Linked DNA regions of Zea mays: regions 2 and 3 are each linked to region 1. Evidence: chromatin contacts called from public Hi-C data. All regions are on one chromosome and are shown on one strand. Each heading gives the region's core, a stretch centred on a gene start, on an enhancer-like site or on the middle of the called end of the contact. The rest is flanking DNA. Distances are from core to core; before and after follow the strand shown. Region 1 holds the start of LOC100282932. Region 2 holds the start of LOC103638997. Region 3 holds the start of LOC100276037.

Evidence for each region. Hi-C and Micro-C count contacts between places; a contact is called where the count stands out from the background.
Region 2: a Hi-C map of bundle sheath shows a contact between it and region 1, with 2.8 times the contacts expected there. The contact joins the promoter of LOC103638997 here to the promoter of LOC100282932 in region 1. A contact is called at or near these places in 3 of 25 Hi-C or Micro-C datasets (bundle sheath, ear and tassel).
Region 3: a Hi-C map of leaf shows a contact between it and region 1, with 3 times the contacts expected there. The contact joins the promoter of LOC100276037 here to the promoter of LOC100282932 in region 1. A contact is called at or near these places in 4 of 25 Hi-C or Micro-C datasets (ear, endosperm and leaf).

What each region holds. Positions count from the first base shown.
Region 1 is chr9:124,771,637-124,775,683 of Zm-B73-REFERENCE-NAM-5.0, reverse strand. It overlaps LOC100282932, which reads right to left and starts at 2,269. Exons shown (of 2, transcript NM_001155837.1): 1 at 2,035-2,269; 2 at 928-1,953. The coding sequence starts at 2,167. The coding sequence ends at 1,130.
Region 2 is chr9:124,982,224-124,986,270 of Zm-B73-REFERENCE-NAM-5.0, reverse strand. LOC103638997 reads left to right here and starts at 2,350. Exons shown (of 4, transcript XR_559158.4): 1 at 2,350-2,577; 2 at 2,833-3,345; 3 at 3,556-3,612. It overlaps LOC100192774 (40S ribosomal protein S9-like), which reads right to left and starts at 815. Exons shown (of 3, transcript NM_001137970.2): 1 at 668-815; 2 at 1-233. The coding sequence starts at 695.
Region 3 is chr9:124,939,633-124,943,679 of Zm-B73-REFERENCE-NAM-5.0, reverse strand. It overlaps LOC100276037, which reads left to right and starts at 2,378. Exons shown (of 3, transcript NM_001149924.2): 1 at 2,378-2,967. The coding sequence starts at 2,417.

The DNA of each region.
Region 1 (4,047 bases), core at 1,020-3,519:
TTGTGTTTATACAATTTTTAAACACGTGGATGGCAAGTTCACGGCCATGTTTAGTGAGCATGTTGCTCGAAGTTTCCGGTCCGCTCCTGAAATCGGTCGTAACTTGTGCTAAGTAGCATGGATATCATTTTTGCATGCACGGTTTTCAAGTTTCGAGTGACCTGCAGTTTAAATCTGAATTTTCCGAAGAAATTCAAATAAACGAACTAAATCTACTAGCTATTGAAAACACTGTTATAATTGTCCCAAAATAGTACATGTAGGTCTACATAGTGTAGGAATATACCACAAAAAGTTTGGTGGACAAAATAAAAAATTAAAAAATGCTTTGCCGAGTGTCCACAGAAGGCACTCGGTAAAGACCCTCTTTGCCGAGTGCCATATATTTGATACTCGGCAAAGAATCTGCTTTGTCGAGTGCCGACTTTCGACCCTCGGCAAAGGCTGACGGCCGTCAGTTGTAGACGACCGTTGACGGCCCTTTGCCGAGCGCCATCTTTACCGAGTGTTTGACGCTCGACAAAGCAGTCTTTGCCAAGTGTTTCTCTGTGCCGAGTGTCCTGCACTCGGTAAACAAGCTCTGTACCGAGCGCAGGACTTTGCCGAGTGCCCGATAAAAAGCACTCGGCAAAGCCGCCGGCACTCGGCAAAGGTCCGGATTCTGGTAGTGGTTTAAATGTTTCTGCTCCACTAAAACGACTAGATGCGAGCGTTCTTTTTTCTCTCCTCAACTCTACACACCACATAAAGAACAGAGCGATTTCGTTTTATCTAGCCTTCAACCAAAAGAATGAGTGACTCTGATGTGATATGTTTGACAAACGCAAAATAGAACGACTCGTTTCTCAAAAACTACAATAAAGACACACCCACTTGCACATTGCTTCATGCAGTGACAAAACGAGCAGACGGATCGTGTTACATTTCACTTTCGACGTAGTATATATATCACGATCACCCACTTGCACATTGCTTCATGCAGTGACACAAATCGTCATCTGTGTACTACGGATGACAAGTAGAACAGCTAGTGAGCTAAATTAGTAGGGCAGAAAAGGACTAGCTAGTAGTGGCACCGACTGGCATAATTAACCACACTCGATTTCTAGTAACACATTTTGACATTTTACTAGAAGCCAAAACTATGCAGCGCGGCATCGAGCAGGGGGCCATCGTGCGCCAGCTTCTGCTCGCCGGCGCCGGCGTCCTCCAGCAGCCACGACTCGATCGCCGACAGCGGCACCTCTCCCTGCTGCACGGCCGACGCCGTATAATTATTCTCCTCGGACGCGAGCAGCTGGTGGTCGGCCACCGGCGCGGCGCGCTGATCGGAGGCGCTGGAGATGGAGGCAGAACACTCCGCCGTCGTTAGCTCCGACGACGACCTCGACGCGCTCTCGGCCGCGCCGGGCGTCGTCGCCGGGGCCGGGATGACGACGGTGCCACCGACGACGCAGCTCCTCCTCCCTGCCGCTGGAGCCGCCGCCGCCCACCCGTCCAGCATCATCCTGTCGACGCTGCGCGCGGTGAGAGCGTACGCTTGTTGTGGCGCTGCTGGGCCGGCGGACGGCGCCGGCGCCGCCGAGCCCGCGACGGCCATCCCTGGCGGGCCGGCGTCGATGGAGAGGGCGTCGCGCAGGGCGCGCCTGGCGAGGTTGATGTCGGTCTGCAGCTTGAGCTCCCACTGCCCCTTGGGCGGCGACGGCGAGGCGCGCAGCTGCTGCTGCTGCTGAGCGAGGAGCTTCTTCTTGAGGTGCGTGTTCCAGTAGTTCTTGACGTCGTTGTCGGTGCGGTCGGGGAGGTAGGAGGCGATGGCGGCCCAGCGGTTGCCGAGGAGCGCCTGGAGGTGGACGATGAGCCTGTCCTCCTGGTCGGAGAAGCCGCCGCGGCGGATGCCCGGGCGGAGGTAGTTGGTCCACCGGAGGCGGCAGCTCTTGCTGCACCGCAGCAGCCCTGCATGCATGCAGCAGAGTGAGAAATACTAGCACTAGTGGCTGCGGCCTGCGAGCGCACAAACGGCCAGCGTGTAGCCACCTGTGTTGGCGGGGACTGCGCGCCAGTTGCCGGGGCCGTGCTCCTGGACGTAAGAGACGAGGACCAGGTCCTCCTCGGGCGTCCACGGCCCCTTCTTCACGCTCTCCTTGTCGCAGCACGGCGGCCGCCCCATGGATGGGTCGGAATCGCCGCCGCGCGGTCTGTCGTCGACGATGCCGCCGGCCAACAGCTTCGCCCGGTGGATGGTGTATGAAAAGAAATCAAGACAAGGTTCAGGTTCCAGAGGCGTGTGTGTGTGTATATATACCTGTGCACACTGCACTCACTCTGCACGCAGAGTAGACGTACGGCAGAGAGGCAGCATAGTCTAGTACCCGTTACATACTTGAGACACTGTTGTCATCAATCACCAAAAAGAAGATTTAAAGCATTCAGGCTAATAATGGAGTTTAGTGACTAATGACAACACAAGATTATTATGACTAACACGTGTTTTATAGAGGCATTTGAGTTAGGTCAAAATAATAGTGGTTGTTTAGTCAATCAATGATTTTCATGCCTCCAAAACTAAATTTTGTTTCGGATTTAAAGAATAAACGACAAGACTAAGGATAAACTAGTTTTAAGTGTCGATTAGAGTTGAGAGACACTTAGTTTAGGCATTTGTTTCGTTTGGATGTACTATAAGGGGTATAGATTAATAGCTTGACCTAAGTGAGTCTAATGTGTTAGGTGTGGCCTTAGCACTAGTTAGCTTAGAGGTCTAAAAATCTTTTGGAACAAATCTCATTTGCAGAAAGTGTTTTTGGCGGGGTTTTATAGTCATTGTCTCACTGAACCCTAAAAAATAAGGGTCGTCGGACCATTGAGTTTGGTTGGGCACCTACACATGGGGTGTTTAAAAAGGCTAGATGACTGTGTGTATCAGGGTCGTCGGACTATAACGTCTCAGCTCGACACAGTCCATAAACAGATAGAGAGGTTTTTCACGCATTGGACTGATTCGACGTGTGCTGTCGGGCCAGACATTATGATTGTAGGAGCTAGGGTCCGCTCTACATGTTGTCGGGCCCTATGAATAGGTCGGACACATGTGTTTTCATGCCAGAGTTCTTCTAACTGCTAGTTTGGTGGTTAGGGAGTATAAATACCCTTCAACTTGTTAATTTTAGTGTTCTTGCCCATTTATTTTTGCCAAAGAAACACATTAGAGATATAGATAGAGCCTTTGGCTGGTGAGGTTGTCTAAGATTTGATGAAATCGTGAGATTAGGAACCTAATTAGTGCATACAGAGTAACAAGTGTGCATCCATCATCCTTATTAGGCTTGTTTAGATCAAGTGAGTGTTCGTGCTTGTTACTCTTGATGGTCGACGGTTTGGTGTCGATCGGGAGCTTGGTGATTACCTAGTGGAGATTGTAGGTGACCCAACTAATAGTATTAATGGGTGTTGGTGATTTAACTGCTAGAATGGCAAAGAATTAAGTCATTAACCCATAGAGATCTGTTGTGGAGGGATCGGAGCAGACATGGAGTAGTACTCGTATGCGTACACATGCCTGATGCCACTAGTACGGTAGGCACCTCTCTCTCTCTCTCTCTCTCTCTCTCTCTCTCTCTCTCTCTCTCTCTCTCTCTCTCTCGTACATTGGTTCAACACATTAATGAATAAAGAAGCAAGCAAGCAAGCTAGTACAAGCCTAGTCCAGTGCTACACTGTACACTTGATGTTCACGCAACACGCTGCAGTGAAGTAGAGCACATCCCTGCACCTAGGGAAGGGAAATGCACCACCACTGTACCAACCAGGACAGGAGGAGCGTGCATGCCCAGCTACAGTGGAGTACCCCTACGCCCCCTACCCTGTAAATGGCAGTGACTCGTTAGCAACAAAAAAAAATCAACATGGTATCCACGACGCAACAGGGTCAACTTCTGCGTTGGTATCGCAAAAGCCTGCGCTCAGAGAAATAATGCTGGACCCGCTCAAAGATGATTGACGACTTGACATATCTGGGATAAACTGCTTTGTTGCATGCATGCCTTTACT
Region 2 (4,047 bases), core at 1,101-3,600, 210 kb before region 1:
AAGACCATAGCGGTTCATGCGGCGCAGGAGTGCCTCGCCCTCAAAGATACGACGGGGGTTCTTCTCATCAAGGGTGAGCAGCTCCCTTGCAGCATTTCGGATGCGGCTGAGGGCATACTGCACACGCCACAGCTCACGCTTGCACCTCAGGCCATATTCACCCACTAATTTCAACTCAGCATCAAGGCGCTCCTTCTCATAAGGCCGCCTTGGCTTCTTGAAAGTCTTACCATCTGTGTCACAGATTATTGGAATGAGCGAAATAAATAATGACGATATACTGGTCATCAGCTAAAATGCACAAACACAACACTCCAAAATAATAGCACCACAATCACAATCCATCGATTCGTTTCTTATCCAAGTCTAATGTTTGTCTGTTTATGAATGCAATTCAGGAAAGAATACTTATATCATAAAATCCCAAACACAACAGCTTGGCGAGCATTGTAAATGAAGAATGAAGCGTTGCTTTAAAGTTTCTATATTGATGATGATAAATAAACGAACAGACTAACCAGCTACAGTTAAGCACTCAGACCACCAAACTCTAGATTAAAAATACAGTGCGATATTTTCAGCTGGTCCTCAACATTAGATCCTACCGCCATTACGGAATAAGATCAAACGGGGGGAACAACCAATAGGGAGCCAGCGGGTAGCTTACAGTTGCGATAGAAGTTCACGTGCACCATGGATGACGCTGCCCACGCCGCTCGGCGGCCGCCGCCTGTCTCTGCCGCCGCCGCCGCCGCGAGATGTGTTTGTGGTTTGTGAGGGGTGTGGCAAGGAGATCGTAGACGTGGCGTTCTTATATAGGAGGAGCTAAAACCTAACCCTAGCGCTTAAGGTTGTATTGGACATCCTCTGTGGGCCTTTTCGCGTTAGGATGGCCTGGTTATCCTGACGGGCCTTCGGTGTACAGTTTATGCAACAAGGCCACGCATAACTCGGTAGGCATACAACTAGATGTCTACCCATATTAATAGGGTGTTTAGTTCGAAACCATTTTAAATAAGTTGGTGTATAATAAGTTCATTTCATAAATTTAATGGAATAAATCCATTCCTCATATTATTATTAACCATTGTTCTATATATTATTAATCATTATTCTATAAAAAATAAAATAGTGATAGATTAACTCATTCATTCAACAAACCAAACAAAAAGTAATGAGTGAAAAGATGATAGACTATATTGTTCTTCACGTTATAAAATATAATATGTATGGACCGTATGCATACTTTTGGCTCTCCAACAGATGACTGATTGAGAGATTACTCAAAATCGTTAGCCTTTCTCCCCTATGCATTTTACGTGGCCTAATTGGCCCATTTTTTGATTGGATAGGTATTTGCAAGGTTTGCATACCTATCCTTAGCAAAACCCTATTTTTATTTTATTTTAGCACTCAGCGTCTAAAGGTATGTTTGGTTTAGCTTTTGGTTTTGTCTTTTATCCCTTAAAAGTCAAACCAAATGACTCGATCCAGAAAGCAGTTTTTTTAAAAGTCGACTTTCTTGTAGTGGAAAACTAAAAACACATCTTAACCTGTTTTTAGCGAATTTTAGATGGAACTATGAAAATATACATGAAAAAACTTTTAGCAATTTTTAGTGCGTTCTACCAAACAATTTTATGATTTTTAATAACTCACAACTGCTTTTTTTCAAAGCTTACTGCTACTTTTTTCACAGCCACAGTTCAACCAAACAGAGCCTAAAACTCAAGCTTGAAGATATATATACACACATAGAGGTTTAAGAAATCTTAAGGAATATAAGAATACTTTTTTATTTGACAAAAAATAGTTTGGTTTAAGAAATCTTGAAGATATGTATACACATATAGTGTTAGAGGGCGTGATCTCGTGGAGCCCTCTGGCAAACCGCGCGCAAAGTAGGAAGGAAGGGGAGGACTGTGACAAGCTCAGATCTAGCGCTGCAGGCTACTCGTGTCCATGGATCTGCGCCTTCTGACACCGTTGGTCGTCGTGGGCTCCCTCCCCGCCACTCTAGTCGACAGGCTTGCCATGGGCCCGCCTACGACCATTTCGGTTCGCGCCACGCATCGGGGTTCGCTAGCCTTCTGGCTAGGACTGGGCATAAAACCCGATACCCGAATCCCGAAAAACCCGAACCCGAACCCGAACCCGATAAGCCCGAATCCGAAAAGCCCGAAATCTAATTTGGGTAGAACCTCCCGGTACCCGAAATTTTATAGCAAATTTCGGTTTCAGTTATCCGGTACCCGAATAATAAATGGGTACCCGAATACAAGAAAAACACTCAAGTCGTCAAGCAGCCAAGGCCCAATCGACAACCAGCCAACCACGCAAGGCCCATGTGGACATGCAGTACAGCTAACAAGCAAGTAGGCAACGGCCAACATTATACAGCCCAAGGCGGCATGCGGCAAAGCTCCAGGCGAGTAGCCGACCAACCGTCCTGCCCGTCCAGGTCCAGCAGTCCAGGATTTCCCAACCCTAACTAGCAGCAGCTGCCGCCGTCGAGCACCAGTCCATGGTCTGCCATGGCGCCGTCCTGACACTGCCGCCGTCGAGCAGCTACCACAGGTGGGCTGTCCTGATGCAAGGAATAGTAGCATGCCTCTATTTAATCGGGTAACTGTAAATTACCCGAACCCGAACCCGATTTTTTGGTACCCGAATTTTCGGGTACCCGAAAAAATCGGGTCGAGTTCGGGTTCGACTGTTGAATACCCGAATTATTTAAAACCCGAACAACTCGACCCGAAATTTCGGGTATACCCGAATGCCCAGTCCTACTTCTGGCTGCGCTCACCGTCGTGATCATCGCGGTCACCACAGCGTCGCCCTCGGGGTTCATCGTGTTGCGCTTCGTGGCGGGTCTCTTCCTCGCCAACTTCGTCGCCAGCCAGCACTGGATGTCGGGCATCTTTGCACCCTCCATCATCGGGCTCGCCAACGCCGTCACGGCTCGCTGACTAGTGTAAATTCCAGGATTCAGATTGTCCAACGATGCAGAGCATCACGGTAAGAAACTGCAACAAACTTAGTCAAATTCCTTACTTTGTCTCTGTCAGGAATCTAATGATAATAAAGTCAGCTCTAATTGGTCTCTAGCTTTCGGCATCTAACGAACCTTCTCAACTGCAGACTCTTGATATCAGTTACTGTAAGAACCTAGAATCCTTGTTGGCACTCGAATATCTTTGTTCTATTGGAAGCTTATATATTGCCCATTGTCATAAATGTATTGTTCTGTGTTAAGAAAAACTTTTGTTTAGGCCTCAAAATATATTAATTGATCACTGCCCTGGTCTGATCAAATGGTGTGATGAGCAAGAGCTCTTCTGTCAGGTGAGGTCTTATGTTCTTCTAAATTTTTTATTTTAACATTAGTCCATTGTCTTGTGTTCTCGCAATAGTTTTTCAGTACCATACTGCATAAAAGGTATAGTCCATTGTCTGCCAAGGGTTTCTTAAAATTTGAAATGTTTAAATATTTTATTCTTGGTATTGTGCTACATAGGTTAGCAATATTTAAAGAATAATTGTTTGTTGGGACAGGAATATCTTTGTTCTCTCGGAAGCTTGTATATTGCATTGGTTAGCAAGTTTTAAAAGGTATAGTCCATTCGTCTCTTCGATAGCAGGATAAGTGATTCCAATGCATGTAGATCACATACAAACAACACTTTAAAATATACAAATATATATATATACAAGTTTTACATGCTAAAACACGTTTGTTGTTCTGAAACAAAGTATTCAAACCAACTTCAACAATGATACTACAACGACCTCCTACAACATTTATTGCTCTTCGTTTTTATATTGTTATGGATATGGAATTAATTAGGAAAGAAACGACTTCAATGACAGAGCTAGGGGTGGCCAGCGGTGGCTAGGCCCTTGCTACTACCGCACTGCACATGTTTTTTTTGCTACATTGATTATGTGACACAGTCCTTGCCAAAGTGGTGGGTTCTTGCTTGTAGCATTCCTGATTCCCTGATCTTTTGTTACTTCACTTCTTGTTTTCTTGACCCTACCAAAGTC
Region 3 (4,047 bases), core at 1,129-3,628, 170 kb before region 1:
GACCAATCCCGTCCCCTACAGTTCTGGCACTTGCATGTCCACTCGTACGAGATTGTCTTGCATTCCTACAACCCAAATTCACACATCTCAAACTCATTACCTCGCTCAAACCTGAGCCGCCAAAAAATAACACAAAAATTGAAAACATAATCACCTTTTTGTGCGCACTGTCACACGGCCAGTCTCAGCCAGTCAGCCTAGGAAGTAGGTGCCGGCCACCGGACGAGACAAGCTCACAAGTCACAAGCAGAACTGCGCTGGACGGGACAAGCACTCAAACAGGAAGCAGTGCAGCCTGGCTTGTCGACGGGACAAGCAGCCGGCCGCCGGGCGCGCGGGACAAGCGACCGCGAGCAGGAGCAGCGGAGCAGGCGCGCCGGCAGGATCGATCGAGCGGTGTGCGCCTGTGCATCTACGCGGGATACGGAGACGGCCGGACAAGCGGATGACACAGAGTAGCTAAACCCTAATCTGTAATCTCTTAGTGGGCCAGCCCAAGGTATTGCTCAGGCAATACTGAGCCATATTGGGCCCTCCGCCCCTGCTTGGAGAAACGGTTGTCCGCCTATCATCAATCATGTGAACTGCAAGAAAAAAAAACGTGGACAGCCTGACATTTCAGCTTTGCTCCCGCACTTAATAGATAAAAATTTCTCATATATATATATATATATATATATATATATATATATATATATATATATATATATATATATATATATATATATATATCCATCTTCTGTGACCTACCTAATTAATGTGTTCTCAGCTGCTCAGTGAATGTCGTTATTTCTGTATGTGTTGCCAACATCTATTCTTTTGATTCTGAGACGAGTTTGAACCTTGCAATAGACTTATGACAGGTTTGTTGCTAAATGTTTTAGCTCCAGTACAAGTTGTTACTTGTTTCAACCAAACCAGACAATGATGTTCACTCTGCAATAGACGTATGACACGATGACAGTTTCAGTTCCATTACAAGTTGTTAATTGGTTTAGCTTCAGTACAAGCTCGTTTTGCTCTAGTACTTCAACAATATGAGAATAGAACTACATGATTGTGTGAAGGAGTCTCTGCACATCAGCAGTGCAAGGAGGATTGCAGTCGGATGCCGACAAAGATGGATGTGACTAGTGGTGGACGCAGGACAAAATATCATGTGAGGCCAAACAAAATCATAAGACATCTAGATAAGATTGAACAGATGTAACATTGTATATAAAAACTAGTGATCGTACAATAGTAATTAAAATTTGAAAGAAGAGAAAAATATGAACAAAAAAAAACTATGTATCGATGTTGTGATGGCTGAACGACAGAAGCGCGGGCGTGCGAGCGTAGGCATAATGGGGATGGACGGGTGGCAGCGGCATTGGTGCGGCGACAAAGCGAGTGAGCACGAAAGGGGAAGCTAGGTGTGGTGGCGGCGTTGGACGACAAGGTCGGGGTGAGCACAACAAGGGGCTGATGATGATGGAGTAGCGCTCCTACCTTGTGTCGATTGGATACAATGATAATAGAACAGAAACGGATTGGGCTGTTTTAGCGAGCCGTGGAGTTGGATTGTTGGGGATGGTGGATGTGTGCTACAGTTTTGCCTTCATATACTTATTATATTTTTCTAATTTGTATCATATTCAATGTATATGTAAGAAGGCAAAAAAAGGTGAGGCCACGACCCTCTTTGCCCACCCCGTGGCTCCGCCCCTAGATGTGATTGACACCGTGAGAAGAAAAAAAAAACCTATGTAGCGAGCTGACTGCTGTACGTGGGAAAGTGCTAAAAAAAACTGTCGCCAAGTCTCATGCAGATAATGACGTGATTATATGACTCACTATTGGAGTAAACCAAACTTGTTAGGTCCTAAATAAAATAAATCCGATCCTATTTTGTAATTTAAGACCTATTTTAAGACTCTCTTGGAGATGTTAACCCCCTCAATTCATCCCTAATCGAACAATATGAACGGATTTAGGGGGTTTGTCGCGTTTAACAATAAAATTTATAAATCCTTTAGAAAAACACTGTTAAAATTTTAAAAAATTATAATATAGTAAAGTTGACGTTGCTGACTTGACAATATTTTTGGCTAGATTCTCTACTGCGGAACAAGCCCTAAAGAGGAGGATTCCTTGAACGGTTTGGCAGTTAAGAACTTAAGACATGAGGATATGAGCTCTGCACGAGGTTGTATATTTAGGATTTCTCCGTTGGAGTCTTATATAAATTTGATCAAAATTTATAATAAGATCTTTGTTGGAAGCTGTTTTTGTCTCTAAACCCTTTAATTTAAGATAAGACCTAATTTATCATTTTTATTGGAGTTGCTATAAAGCACAGAAAAAAAAACCATCTTGGACTTCTCACTCTTCCGTAGTTCCAACGCTCTGCGCGGCATTTCGCCGAGCATACACCATGCACTCCCTGCGGTGCGCCCTTCGCTACCCCATCCCCAGTACCGCCGCCTCTTTATCCACCTCCGGCCTCCGCCGTCTCTCCTCCCACCATCGCACTCCACCGCCGCTCCGCTCAGCGACCACCGGTGAAGACGAGTGGAACGACGCGTGGGAGACCGCATGGCTTCCAGGCGACTCCCCCGCCTCCTCCCCAGCGCCCGCCGCGCCATGGGAGTCTCCCGCCTCGGCTTCGGAGTCCGCCATCCCGGTCATCTCCGCCGAGGTGGATCCAGACACTAAGGCCTTCGTGGCAGACATGGACGAGCGCTGGGCCGAGCGCCGCATCGCGTCGAGGCGGGGCCAGCAGCAGCGCGCGTCTCGCGCGGCGGAAGGCGGGGAGGGGGGCGTCGTGGCGAGGAAGAAGGCGCAAGCGGATGATTACAGGACCAGGAAGCAGCGGGTGCACGCCGCGCTTTGGGTGAAGGAGATCGAGAAGATGGAGGAGGCGCGACTCGGCGGTGGGGGAGGTGGCGCTGACGATATCGACCGGCTGCTCGACTCGTGCTCAGAGTGTGTCGCTGCTCTAGTAACTTTCATCTTTATATATCTGAACAAAATTGCGATCCTTACCTGTTGTTGCTTCATGCTATCACATTCCTTGCTTGAATTTGTTTTGCTTGGTGAGGATTATGACTATTGGTGGAAGGACTGCCTTGGATTATCCCAGGTTCCAACCGACGTTAAAAATTATATTGAAAATGCAAGATCAGTTACATTTTTTATTTGTATATATGATCATTTTGAATTGCAGTCAGAACTTTCTTTCCAAGCAGTGGCGGAGGCAAGAGTAAATTTTAGGTGTGGCGGGGTTTATAAAGATCAAATACGTATAATACAATTATGCGAGAGCTCACTGATACATTGTATAAATATATATTACTTGTGATTAGTGAATATAATAGAAATCCAAAAGCAAAGCATTAGCCCTTTAAATACCTCACTAAATGAAGATGCAAACTGGACAAAAGGCAATCTACTTACAATTTTAAACTGTAAAAATATGTTTCATACTTTCATCATGTATTTGATCTTCTTTAATGGTGGTGCCATCGTTGATCGTTGTATAATTGTACCTGGACTCGGCCACGTGCAAATTTGCAGCTGTTTTCTGACGTCCATTGCACCAAGTCGACGTATGACGCTACGGTTTCTGTCGTTCTGGACTAGGATGTGGACAGGTGGAGGCACAACGCAGCTGATCGATAGAATGAGACCCATCGTATTCCAATTGATGTATTAGCTTCCTTTCATGGGTTTTGCTTTGAAGGCCGATCACCACAGGCCCACCACACCAGCCAAAACTAGTAGACCCAGCAGGCCAGCTCGTATTTATATAACATATATATACTGTATATACAGTCTTCAAGTCCAGAATTTAGGTATGGCGGCTGCCAAACCTTGCCAAATTGCTGGCTCTGCCCTTGTTTCCAAGGATCTTCTCATGATTTTGGCGGGACTTTGAAAATATAGTAACCCATGGACTCTATACTAAAATCTATATTAGGCCTTTAACATAACAGTTGGTTTCAAGGATCTTCTCATGACCTTCACGGGATTTTGAAAATATAGTAATCCGTGGGCTCTACACGA